2 separate regions of the Mus musculus genome follow, and region 1 is linked to region 2. A link is a contact called in public HiChIP or PLAC-seq data. All regions are on one chromosome and are shown on one strand. Each heading gives the region's core, a stretch centred on a gene start, on an enhancer-like site or on the middle of the called end of the contact. The rest is flanking DNA. Distances are from core to core; before and after follow the strand shown.

Region 1 (6,419 bases), core at 2,207-4,706, 360 kb after region 2:
ATAGGGCAACAATCTTACTGGCTAATAAATAAGGATGATGGGGCTGGGCAAATGGCTCAATGGGTAAAAGTGCTTCTTGTGAAAGCATGAAGACTTGAGTTTGAATTACAAGAACCCATGTAAAAGTTTGGCTCATGGTGTCTGTTTTTGTAATCCCAATACCTGTACATGCAGGAGACAGGAGGCAAAGGCAGGAAGAAACCCTGGAAACTCAAGGGCCAGCAAGTCTGTATGCAATGGTGAATATCAAGAAACCCTGCCTCAAAAAAGGTTAACGGCAAAGACAGACGCCTGTGGTTGTCTTCTGACACACTGTTGCATGTAAATGTTCACATTCTCTCTGTCTTTCTGTCTCTGTCTCACACTCACACACACACACATGCACCATACACAATAAGTAACTTAATTAAAACCTATCAGGGAGAAGCAAGGCAGCTTGTGTGCACTGCGACACTGAGGGCAAAGCATTGTGTACATGTGTGCAGATTGTGTAGCCTGACACTTATGGAGCGCCTCACTATTCCCGAGCATGGTAGTCTCAGTACCTGGAGTGTGCAGAGTGGCCCTAGGGGCTGGCTTCTGACTATGGCTGCAGGCCATAGTTTGTTTTTAGCAGGATGAATACATTGTATTTCTTCATGTGAAGAGGGACTTAGGCAGAGGCTGGAGAATCAGGGTCTACTCCAGACTATTCTGCAGGCTCAGAACAGTCTGGACTAGACCCTTGTAAAAGTTCATGCAGAAGACTGGGGTGGGGCTGGTGAGATGGCTCAGTGGGTTAGAGCACCCGACTGCTCTTCCGAAGGTCCAGAGTTCAAATCCCAGCAACCACATGGTGGCTAACAACCATCCGTAACAAGATCTGACTCCCTCTTCTGGAGTGTCTGAAGACAGCTACAGTGTACTTACATATAATAAAAATAAAAAAAAAAAAAAAAAAAAAAAAAAAAGAAGACTGGGGTGCCCAGAGGACCTGTGGCTCTCACCAGCATCAGCAGTGGGGGTCTGTGAAGATTTCCCCTGCACCAATTCACACTACGGTAGGTCCTTATCAGCCTGCCTCAGCAATCTCATTTTATCTCCAGCCTACCAGCGCTCGGTCTGGTATCGTTGGACACAACTTCCCAGAAGCATAGAGAGAGATCACACAGCTTTTTAAGACCCAGGGGTTCAAGGTTGTTAGCCCCAAGTCCAGTGGCTACTCTAAGCCTCCTGAAGTCTTGCTCTTTCATCCAGGTCTCCACAGATGGGAAGCTGGAACCTGGCAGGTGCCACAGAAGGTGTGCAGGAGGTAGCTGGCATGTGTTCCTCTTTTGTTTATTGGACCTTCATAAAGGAGCAGGTGCCAAAGCCACCACCCAAACAATCCTCTGTAAGGGATTCCAGGAAGATACAGGCCTGGGGCCTGGGCCAAGCCGACCCACCTCTGGCGCCAGGTCGCAGAGCAGCCAGAGAGACAGCTCAGTAGCCAGTGCCAATATTTGCCCTGGCACCACCTCCGTGTCCCCAGCCCCAAGATCAAGGCTCTAGATACAACAGGTTCTCTGCTGTGCAAAGGCGAAGGACTGGATGCATGGAGGAATTTAAAGCTCCGGCTGGGGTTTGGGTTGAAAATCTGCTCTTGGTTAAGATGGCACTTGCCTGCCATCTCTGTTTGCTGGGGCTCTCCCTTCATCCTTAAGCTCACAGATCTGAATTTGCTAGAGCCCTTAGGAGGATCAGGCAGGCTTTTGACAAGAGGACACTACTTTCCAGAGAGGACAGGGGTTGGCCCAAAGCTGCATTGCCCAGTGGCTAACATAGGGTTCTGGGGGCCACACAAACTCCAGAGCCACACAAGTAATGTCTGTGTCCCAGAGTCCTTTGCTTCTTTTCTTCTTTTGAGACAGTCTCACTGGGCAGTGGTGGAGCATGCCTTTAATCTCAGCACTCGGGAGGCAGAGGCAGGCAGATTTCTGAGTTCAAGGCCTACCTGGTCTACAAAGTGAGTTCCAGGACAGCCAGGGCTACACAGAGAAACCCTTGTCTCAAAAATGGAAAAAAAAAAAAAAAGACACAGTCTTATGTAGCCCAGGGTGGCTTCAAACTCACTATGTATTCAAGTCTGGCATGAGTCTTTACACCACACCACACACACACACACACACACACACACACACACACACACACACACACACACACACACAGGGTGGGGGTGGGTGCGGAAGGAGGAGATTCTGTCTCAAAAAGTTAAAAACATATAATAAAAATAACTAATGGCAAATTATAACAATATACTAAAAAATGAAGCTGCTGGCTTCATGACTTTTATTTGGGAACTAGGTTGCTTTCCTTCTTTCTTTTGAGATAGAATCTTGCTATGTGGCTCTGTCTGGCCTTGAACTCACAATCTTCCTGGCTCATGCTCACAAATACAGGGATTATAGACACGTGCCACCAAGCCTGGTGGGGCCACTATTAAGTAGGCTAGTACTTACGTGAACACAAGCAGTACCCTACCTCAATGAATGTGAGGCTGGCTAGAAGGCTCAGTGGGGCAAAGGTGCTTGTTGCCCAGTCTGAAGATCTAAGTTCGATCTCTAGATCTCGCACGGTACAACGAGAGAACGATACAAACTCATTGTCCTTTGGTCTCCACAGTTTGAGAGTGTGAGACTATGCATGTATATAATAGTGTGTGAGTGTACAGGTACACACACACACACACACACACACACACACACACACAAACATACAGATTAAGAAAATGAGACATTAAAAGAATTACCAGCAGGCCTGCCTGGCCCCTTCAGCTTTTGAGTAGCCAGAAGAAAGACACCCGAGCACTCATCCGGGCCCTGTGGCCAGCCTGGCCAGCGCCACTTTGAGGAGCAACTTTGATGGCGGTGAGATGGGTCAGCTGGAGCATTTGTTGGAGAGATGGCAAGCGAAGCTGAATGGTTCACACACTGTGGAAAGAGGCAGAACTGGAGAAGCAACAGGGGTGAGGAGCAGGCAACTATGAATTGCTGGCACAATCACCATGGTGATGTGTGCATCCAAGCTGCTGCCAAGGGCCATGTCCAGTCCGTGGTCCTACCTCAGTTGGGGCCTATGCTGATATCTATGGACTGTGTTGCCACCTAAGGCCATCTGGATGTCAGTGGTCTGGGCTGCTGCCTGAGACCATGTTGATGTTCTGTGGGCGTGTTGATGCTGAGGGAATTGGGGGGAGGCAAACTGGTCTGCTGCCACTGGAATGAACACGGCCCATGCTTCCACCAGGGGCCATGTCTGGGTCCTTGGTCCTATCACAGCTGGGGTATGTGTTGATGTCCCAGGCCCATGTTACCACCAAAGGTCATGTGGATGTCCTGGTCTGGACTATTCCTGAGGCCATGTTGATGTCACAGCACTGTGCTGAGCAGGCCCCGCCTCTCATCCACCACCACACCCTGGAGAGCTGGCACTGCCTCTTGCCTGGGCAGCATCAGAGAGCTGGCTCTGGTTCTGGAAAGCTGGCCCCACCCCTTACTGGCTACAATGCCTGGAAGAGCTGGCCCATCCCTTGTCTGCCTCGAGGTGGCTCATCTACCCCGCCTTCTGCTTAAGATCACCGATTACACACACACACACACACACACACACACACACACACACACACACACACACACCAGCTAAAGACTACATTTCCTGCACACCAGCCCTACGTAAAAGCCACTGAGTCTGCATGCTTCTAAGAATGAGGGACTGGCTCCTTCCTGACAGCGGAGGCTCTGCAAAGCTGATTCTACCAGATTTTCAGATTTTTTTCAGGTCAGTCTAGATCCAGAAAAGGTATTTGTTCCCTTGGTTTCAGGAAAGCCTTCCTTTACAACCTGGGGATAGTCTCCCAAGAGGCATCTCAAGCTGTCCCATAGCCTTGGCTGTTCCTTGTGGGGTCAGTTTTTAGCCACCTCAACAAGTCTGGAAGCAGAGTTGGACACTGGCTTCCTCTTGTGAGCTATGATGGTTGAGCTGGCCCGGCCACTACTGTCCTGCAAGGTAAGGACAGGGGTGACTGGATCTCTGAGGCCACAGACTGTTTTCTTCTTGGGCTTGTTCCTCATAGCATACCAGCATGGGTCATGCCTCAGTCTTTTTTGACAATCAGCCCCCACACATCAGGTTTTCCTGACTGCCTTCTCTACTTCCAGTCAAGTTGCCCGTGTCTGTCTCCTGTGCCTTTTCTGCTCAGAAGCTTTCTTGGTCATTCTTGTTTTCCTTAGTTCCCATAATGGCACACTGTTCTGTCTTCCTGTTTGACCATCTCTTCTCACTAAACCCTTCATTCTCTGCCTCCCTCTAGATACTGCCACCCTCTAGGGCCCCATCGGTAGTCATCTATTTGAGGAATTCCTTTCTTCCTTTTGGAATATGAGGGTAACTGCAGAAGTCTGATTTTATTCTCACCTCTGACTCATCACTGACCGGCACTAATTTCTCTCAGCTCCGTCACTACTTCCCCCCAGCCCCCAGCTATGCTCTCTGTCTATTCTGGGTTTTTTTTTTTTTGTTTGTTTTTTGTTTTGTTTTGTTTTGTTTGCTTGTTTTTTTGAGACAGGGTTTCTCTGTGTAGCTCTGGCTGTCCTGGAACTCACTTTGGAGACCAGGCTGGCCTCAAACTCAGAAATCTGCCTGCCTCTGCCTCCCAAGTGCTGGAATTAAAGGCGTGTGCCACCAGCCCAGCTTGTCTGTCTATTCTAGCTCTTCATCACGAAGCAGAGAGCCTGCCTGGTAGTAGGTGCTTCAGCAACACAACACGAGTGAAAGAGCACGTTCTATTCCACATCCCTCTGCCTCACCTCACGTCTCACATGGCTCTCCTATGGCCTGCCCTCCACATCAGCCTTGGAGGCTCCTTTCTGAAGCATGGATCCCTGCCAGGCTAAGTTCCTCAGTACTCTACGATCTCCCGGAATCGGTCCTCGGTGACGGCTCTAGCTTTATCACACAACTCTCCACTCCGACATCTCTGCTCACCCACAGCTCCCCTGAACTCCACGTGTGGAAGTACTGTCACTAGTTTGCATGCTCCAGAGAACCCTAAAGGCCTGGCCTCTGTCCTCTGAGACTTGCTAGCTCATATGCTTCCTTCAAACCCACTTGGGCATCGTTATCACTTGGGAAACATCCTCGCCTCACAGCTTTTGATTACCCATTTGAACATCTTGCTGTGGACTCACACTTCCCAAAGCATGCAGACATCATAGTATTGGCTACACTCAGCAGGAGGTGGAAAGTCACTTGTCTGCTTTTTCTTAATTAAGAGGACGATGTGACAATGTGACTATGTGACTGGAAGAACAGATGCCAAAGGTAAGAATAAAATCAGGCAGAAAGCAGTTACTTGAGGGCAGAAATTGTCTCATTTGCTCTGCCTACCTGGGCCTGCTCTAGGTGCCCAATAATTGTAAAGGGATGACTGTGCTGGCCAGGTTCCCCCAGAGAAGCAGAACAGGTGTTTCTCTGTGTGTATTTCTGTCCATCGACCATCTGTCTGTCCATCCATCCATTTATCCATCACATCACTCCATCCATCTTCTCTAGCAGTACCTGTCTGAGAGACTTCTTTTAGTGAACTGGCCTGTGCCAATACAGGGGCTGGCAAGTCTGAAGCATTTGTGGCGGGCCAACAGGCTACAAGTCTCCCTTCTTCACGTGGTCTTTGTCTTTTCTCTCAAAGCTGTTTGCATGATATGCATATTTTGATGGGAAATCTGTTTTAATCAACATTTACTAATTTCAATGTTAAGCTCATATTTTAAAAAGGAGCTGATATTTTGGAATATATATGTATAATATATACACATAAATATATATAAAAGATATATTAAAAATATATAAAAACACAATTTTTAAAAAGAGGCCATAAATTTGAAAGAGAACAAAGAGACACACATGGGAGAGTTTGGAGGGAGAAAGAAGTGGGAAATGTAATTATAATCAAAAGAAAAAACTGGTGCTAGATATGTAGCTCAGGGTAAGTGTTTGCTTTATATATGAGGCCCTGAATTTGATCCTTAGAAAACAACAACACATTTTCAAAGCAGCATGTAGGCTGGTGTTTGACCACATCTGGGCGCCATATCTGAGTCACCTCGACACAAGGCTGACAACCACAGTGAACCTCAGCTTCCCCATTTATAAAATAAATAGTTGTTACCATGCTCTAGGATTCATAATTGTAATATCTGGGGTAGGCTTGCACTCCCACTCACAATCAGGAGTCCATTGTTAACTACATTTTACAGATAAGGAGACCAAGGCAGCAAGGGAAAGATTTACTGAGTAGAAGAAAGAAGGTCTAGACTGGATTTTCTGATTCTCAGCCTAGAACTGATCCATCTGGCCCTGAATAATCATCTTTGAAATTTGGAAGAAAGGAAACTGTCAGAGCA
Region 2 (5,816 bases), core at 2,079-4,578:
CCAGTCCCCAAAAAAGTGTGAACTTAGTCGGCTACTAAGTGAAACAATGGTGACCATAGAATCTGCCTCCGGAATAGTTGTAGGGAGTAAGTGGATCTATACAGAAAAAATGAATGGAGGTAGAATTAGTAAATATACCAGCCACTATTTTGAGGGAAGGCTACCAGTGGGCAGAACAGGCCAAAATGGAATGGTCTTAGCCCAGCCTGGAGCAATGTGGGTTGGACCTTAGAAATAATAACCAGAAATCAAAGCAAAAGGGGACATCATCGTGGGCAAAGATAAGGAGGTGAAAACCTGGGAGGCAGATTGTGGGGAGACTATTCCCACCCTGGTTTGGCAGCTGGGGAGGGAAGCACTTGGATTGTGTAATAGTGAAAGGGACCAGGAGCCAGAGCTTCTAAAGGACTTGGGAGGAAGGAAGAGTGTCCTGTGGTTTTACGGTGGAATAGCTTCAGTAAGTTAGTGGTCCTGGAAGACAAGGCTCAAGCAAGGCAGGTCCAGGGAAGGGGCAGATTCTAGGACTGTCCATACAATGAACCACAGCAGGGCAGTGACCTATGGGTTATGGGTGTGCAGAGGCTTTGGTTGGCTACTGGGAGCACTGCAGGGCAGCGAAAGGAGCATAATGAGGGTGAGCAGGAGATGAAGTTCTGACTTTGAGAAGCAATTGTGTGGTGTGTGTGCTGGCCAGTTTGAAAAAACTATGGAGCTAAGAGGCCTGTGCTGCAGAAAATAGAGGGGACAGCCAGGCCACAGGGGCTGGATGGTAATCAATGAACTAGAGCTATCCCAGAGTCTGCAGGTGTAGGTGCCCCTACAGAGTACCAGCTCCCTTCAGAGAACAGACTCACTCGTCCTGCATAAGTGTGCTTGCATGGACACCCAGTGGAAGCAGAGATAGAGACTTAGGGCTTGAGAAATGGCTTAGCAGTTAGGATCATTCTCATTCGACAATCTTACATAGGACCAGGGCTTGATTCCCAGCACCCACATGGCAACTAACAACCATCTGTGACTTCAGGTCCAGGGGATTAGCACATGCATCCATGAAGACAAAACACTCAACAAAGAAATCTTGAATAAACCAACAAAAGGCCACCGGGTGGTGATGGCACACACCTTTAATCTCAGCACTCTGGAGGCAGAGACAGGTGGCCAGCCTGGTCTAAGGAGTAAGTTCCAAGACAGCCAAGACTACACAGAGAAACCCCATCTCAAAAAATAAGCAAAGCTGGGCATGGTGGTACACGCCTTTAATCCCAGCACTCAGGAGGCAGAGGCAGGCAGATTTCTGAGTTCAAGGCCAGCCTGGTCTACAAAGTGAGTTCCAGGACAGCCAGGGCTACACAGAGAAAATCCTGTCTCGAAAAACAAAAACAAAAACAAAAAAAAACCAACAACAACAAAAAAGCAAAACCAGCCAACCACCTCCAGGATTCCAAGCTACATTCTACACATGCTGTGATCTCTTTTGCAGCTGATGGAGATGTTAGGGGGTTGCTGGGTGGGAAGGAGCAGAGATAACTCAGAGGTGGTTGTTTAGCTGACTGATCTTTCATGAGGTCTCAGTGTCCTCCTAGAAACACTGTCACTGGAGAGTGACTCAAATCCAGGAGTGAACACTAAGCCCCTAAGCGTGTTTTCTAAGCATATGGAGCAGTTTTGTTTTTTTTTAAAGATTTATTTATTTATTATATGTAAGTACACTGTAGCTGTCTTCAGACACACCAGAAGAGGGCATCAGATCTCATTACGGATGGTTGTGAGATATGGAGCAGTTTTATAGCGCGTGCCTAGGGATGTACAGGCAAAAGTAGCTCCAACTGCCGCTCCCTGGACACTTCTTGGGCAGGCGCTCTACCAAGTATAGAATTCCAGAGCCCCGGTACCTAGAGAGTGATCTGGAACAAGAGCTTAATAAGCTCAGAGGACATGTTCCCTTGTGCCCCGTCCCCCTCCCATTGGAAAATGGTTTAGGAGACCCCTACATTATAATGTTCAGAGTGAAGAGTAAATCCAAGTGCCTGGGGCAGACTCCCTGCCTCTGTTCCCATCAGAGCTCTTGCTTTTCCAAGAAACATACCAGAGTCTGAAGCCTTTGTCCCTCTGATCCATGACCAGCAAAGGACATCTCGGATCTTGCCTGCAGGCGTAGCCGGAGTCGGCAGGCGCAGGGAGAGAGGAATTCTAAAGCCTCCTCCCACTCAGCCACCTCGTGGACTATCACACTGCCACGTGTGCCAGCCCTCAGCTGCCCCGAGAGCTGTCACTGTGGAAACAAGGAGAGTGTAGTAGATTGCTGTCTGTACTCCCCGCATTCAAGAAGGCAAGGCAGAGCTGGGTGTGGTGGCGCACTCCTTTAATCCCAGCACTTGGGAGGCAGAGGCAGGCGGATTTCTGAGTTCGAGGCCAGCCTGGTCTACAGAGTGAGTTCCAGGACAGCCAGGGCTATACAGAGAAACCCTGTCTCAAAAAACCAAAAAAAAAAAAAAAGAAGAAGAAGAAGGTGAGGCAGGAGGTGAGGACATCCTTGAGACTTTGCCTAAATAAATAAAAATATTTGGGCTGAAGAGATGGCTCAGTGCTTATGAGCACTGACAGTAGAGGGCCCAGGTTCGGTTCCCAACACCCATGTGGTGGTTCACAACTATAACTCCAGTTCCACAGGATCCAACCTGCCCTGGTATATGAGCAACAGGCACACATGCAGTGTACATACATGTGCAGACAAACACCCAAACACATTAAATTAAAAACAAAACAAAAAAACAGAACTCACATGATGGCTCCTTGGGTATGATCTCTTGCTGCCAGGCCTGACAACCTGGTTGTGATCCCCAGGGAGAGGAAGAACCGGTTTCCAGCAAGTGAATTCTTCAGGAGCAAACAGCAGCATTTCCCCACTCCCAACAATAAACAGTGAGAAATAGTTGTTGTTGTTGTTGTTGTTTTTATTTAAAAGGAAAAAAAGAAGGAGGAAACAGGCTCATGGAAGGCTAAGGAGGCGTAGGCTTCCTAACAGTACAGCAACTCAGCTCCTTTGTAGCCTCAGAACTCTCCTGAGCCACTGGTGAGGGCCTGGAACCTGGGGGGGGGGGGGGGGAACGACAAAAAAAAAAAACAACAAAAAAACCCCACAACAAACTGTAGCTTATTCAGAGACCATCAGATAGAAGGAGAGTGAAGGAATTTGACTGTGGACCCTTAAAGCCCAGGGCTAGACCCAGAACAAACAGGTCCTCACTTCTGTCTAGCTTAGAGGAGCTGAGGCTAGCAGGAAGCCTGGGCTGGCCAGCTCCAGTGAGGGCCTTGGAATGTGAGGAATGTCCAACCCCAGGGCTGGGTGTGGACAAGGTGACCTCTGGGAGATAAAGTCAAATTCCAGTACTGAGAAGTAAGGTCTCAGAAAGCAGCAGAAACTGGCCAGGGGAGCTACAGGCAGGGACTGGGGTGGGAAGCAGAGTCTGTCTGGCTCCAAACCCCTTCCAGACATAGTTATTAGAGCTGAGGTCTGCAGTAGGGTGCTGGGGAAGACAAGGTAACACTCCAGCTCCTGCTGTTAGGACACTAGGTCTGTCCTCCCTACTCTGCCTTGACGCAACATCAGCTGCATTCCTTGGACTCTGTCCCCAAGCTCTCCCTGATCACCTGCCTGTTGCCCCTCAGAAAATTCTGGAGAACTTCAGCCACTGTCACTTAGAATTACGGTCACCGCATTCTCTGCTCACCTCCAAGCCGCCTTCCAGGAAATGCTACCTCCATACCCCTATCTGAGCACTCTGAGCCGAGCCTCTCCACTCTTACCCTGTGTCCACACACTGTGTCTTGGTGTCTCTGGGACCTCTCCTCTGGCCACCACCATGCCTCAGTCCCTCTGTTCCTGCTCAGAGAACTGCTAGTACATTCCCCGAGAGTCACAGAATGAGAGGTAATTTGCCAATGATCACCCGGACGGTGGGAAAATTAAATATAAAATGAAATTTCAGTGGAGCTGGGGAGATGGCTCAGCAGATAAAGGTCCCTGCCTCCAAGGCTAATGACCGGAGGTCAAGCTCTGGAACCCACAGGGATGGGAGCAGAGAAGCAACTCCCACAAATTGCCCTTTCATATCCACGTGTGTAGCATGGCTTGAGCATGCACACACACACACACACACACACACACACACACACACGCACATTAACACGCACATGCACATGCACACCATAGTAATCAGAGCACTAATTGCTCTCCCAGAAGACCTGGGTTTGAGTCCACATGGTAGCATGGCTTGAGCATGCACACACACACACACACACACACACACACACGCACATTCACACGCACATGCACATGCACACCATAGTAATCAGAGCACTAATTGCTCTCTCAGAAGACCTGGGTTTGAGTCCACATGGTGGTTCTCAACCAAATACCCATATAGATAAAATAAAATATTAATTTAAAAAGTTTTTTGAATCCTCCAACAACTGGAACAGGGGTGGGGATGGGGAGTGGAGTGGGGGAGGGTGACTGTTGCCTGCCTGTGGATCTAATTCTCCTAACTGAGCCACCTCGTCTGTCCCAGTGGGAGAGGATGTGCCTGCCTAGTCCTGCAGTAGCTTGATGTACCAGGGTGGGGGTGTACTGAGGGTGATTCTCAGAGGAGAAGGGGAGGGTGGGTAGGAGGAGGGACTGTGGGGAGAATCCAGAGCGGGGGGGGGGGGGGGCTGTGATCTGGATGCAAAGTGAATAATGGGGGAAAAAAAGTTCTCTGAAAAGACTCAGGCAGTGCTCTGTTGATCTGTTGCACTTCCTGCTTAGAGCATCTCCTTCCTTGGTCCCTCTCTACCCAGCTCCTGACCTCCTCGAGTCTCAGAAACCACGGATTCCAGGAACCTTCCTCCATACCCATTCCACACATTAGAAGCAGGTCTGGATCGTGCCATGCACTGCAAGTGTCTCCTCCAATGAAGAGCTCCAAGAGATCCCCTTTGTTTGTTTTGTCATGTTTTTATTTCTGATTTGTTTTGTAGTGAGTCGGGGGTCTCGGTACTCAGCCCAGACTGACCTCAAACTCAGACTCCTCTTGCCTCTGCTTCTGGGTGTGCACCATGAAGGCAGGCTGGGACCTCTCCCTTGGGTTTGCTATTGTTCCCTAGCTTGGCTTGACTGGACTAGGGAACTTGGAATGGCTTGCTGCTTTCTCGGGGCCTCTCCGTCCAAGAGTGGGTCCTCTGCCATGGCGAGGACAGTCCTTTCCAGCCATGGCGAGCCTGGGCACTGATGGCCCAGGGAAGAAGCCTGGGTTCAGCGTGGGAGACCGGGGCTCCTCCTTCCTCCTCTCCCCTTCTTCTTGATCAGATTCTGCAAAGACCCCGAAGCTACTCCTGCTTGGTGAGGTTCTAACATTGAAAGGACAGAGGGAAGCTGTATAGGCAGATGCTCCTCAAAGAACGCAGGATGGCTTCCACTGGAAGACCTTCCATGCCCTGAGGAGATTGGGCAACTCTGGACCGGTAAGAACTGCAGGGTAGGGAAGAAGGGAGAAGCTAGACTGGAAGTGTTTAGGCAAGACCTTAAACCTGGTCTTCCACTTTGCGAGTTCTCAGGGCTTAGCTTCTTCTATGAGAGAGCTGAGGCTCAGCCCAGCTTGGACAGAGGCAACATGAAGTAAACCCTTTTTGTTGGAAAGGTTTCATTTTCTGCCGTGGTGGAAGGCAGGAAGAACTACGTATGGATGGAGCATTCTCCAGAGGTTCAGCACCCACGCTGGAGGCATTACTCAGCTTTTTATGTAGCCGACTTCCAGGCCTCCTCCAGAAAGCACGAT

What was found. HiChIP or PLAC-seq counts read pairs in DNA pulled down with a chosen protein or histone mark.
Region 1: a contact with region 2 is called in an HNF4G HiChIP or PLAC-seq map of pancreatic cancer cells. The contact joins two enhancer-like sites. A contact is called at or near these places in 1 of 115 datasets of contacts at active chromatin or transcription factors (pancreatic cancer cells) and 2 of 9 other capture datasets (adipose tissue and liver).

The regions. Positions count from the first base shown.
Region 1 is chr4:107,220,350-107,226,768 of GRCm38.p6, forward strand. Ldlrad1 (low density lipoprotein receptor class A domain containing 1) reads left to right here. Exons shown (of 5, transcript NM_001081272.2): 5 at 1-125. Among named protein-coding and RNA genes, the nearest start is that of Ldlrad1, 14 kb to the left of the region's middle. Within about 2 kb of position 3,457, at least 44 of the 459 cell types and tissues checked have an H3K27ac peak or open chromatin away from gene starts, as enhancers often do. A contact at or near this core is called in pancreatic cancer cells, where this site is marked.
Region 2 is chr4:106,856,338-106,862,153 of GRCm38.p6, forward strand. No RefSeq gene overlaps it. Among named protein-coding and RNA genes, the nearest start is that of Gm31125, 19 kb to the left of the region's middle. Within about 2 kb of position 3,329, at least 98 of the 459 cell types and tissues checked have an H3K27ac peak or open chromatin away from gene starts, as enhancers often do. A contact at or near this core is called in pancreatic cancer cells, where this site is marked.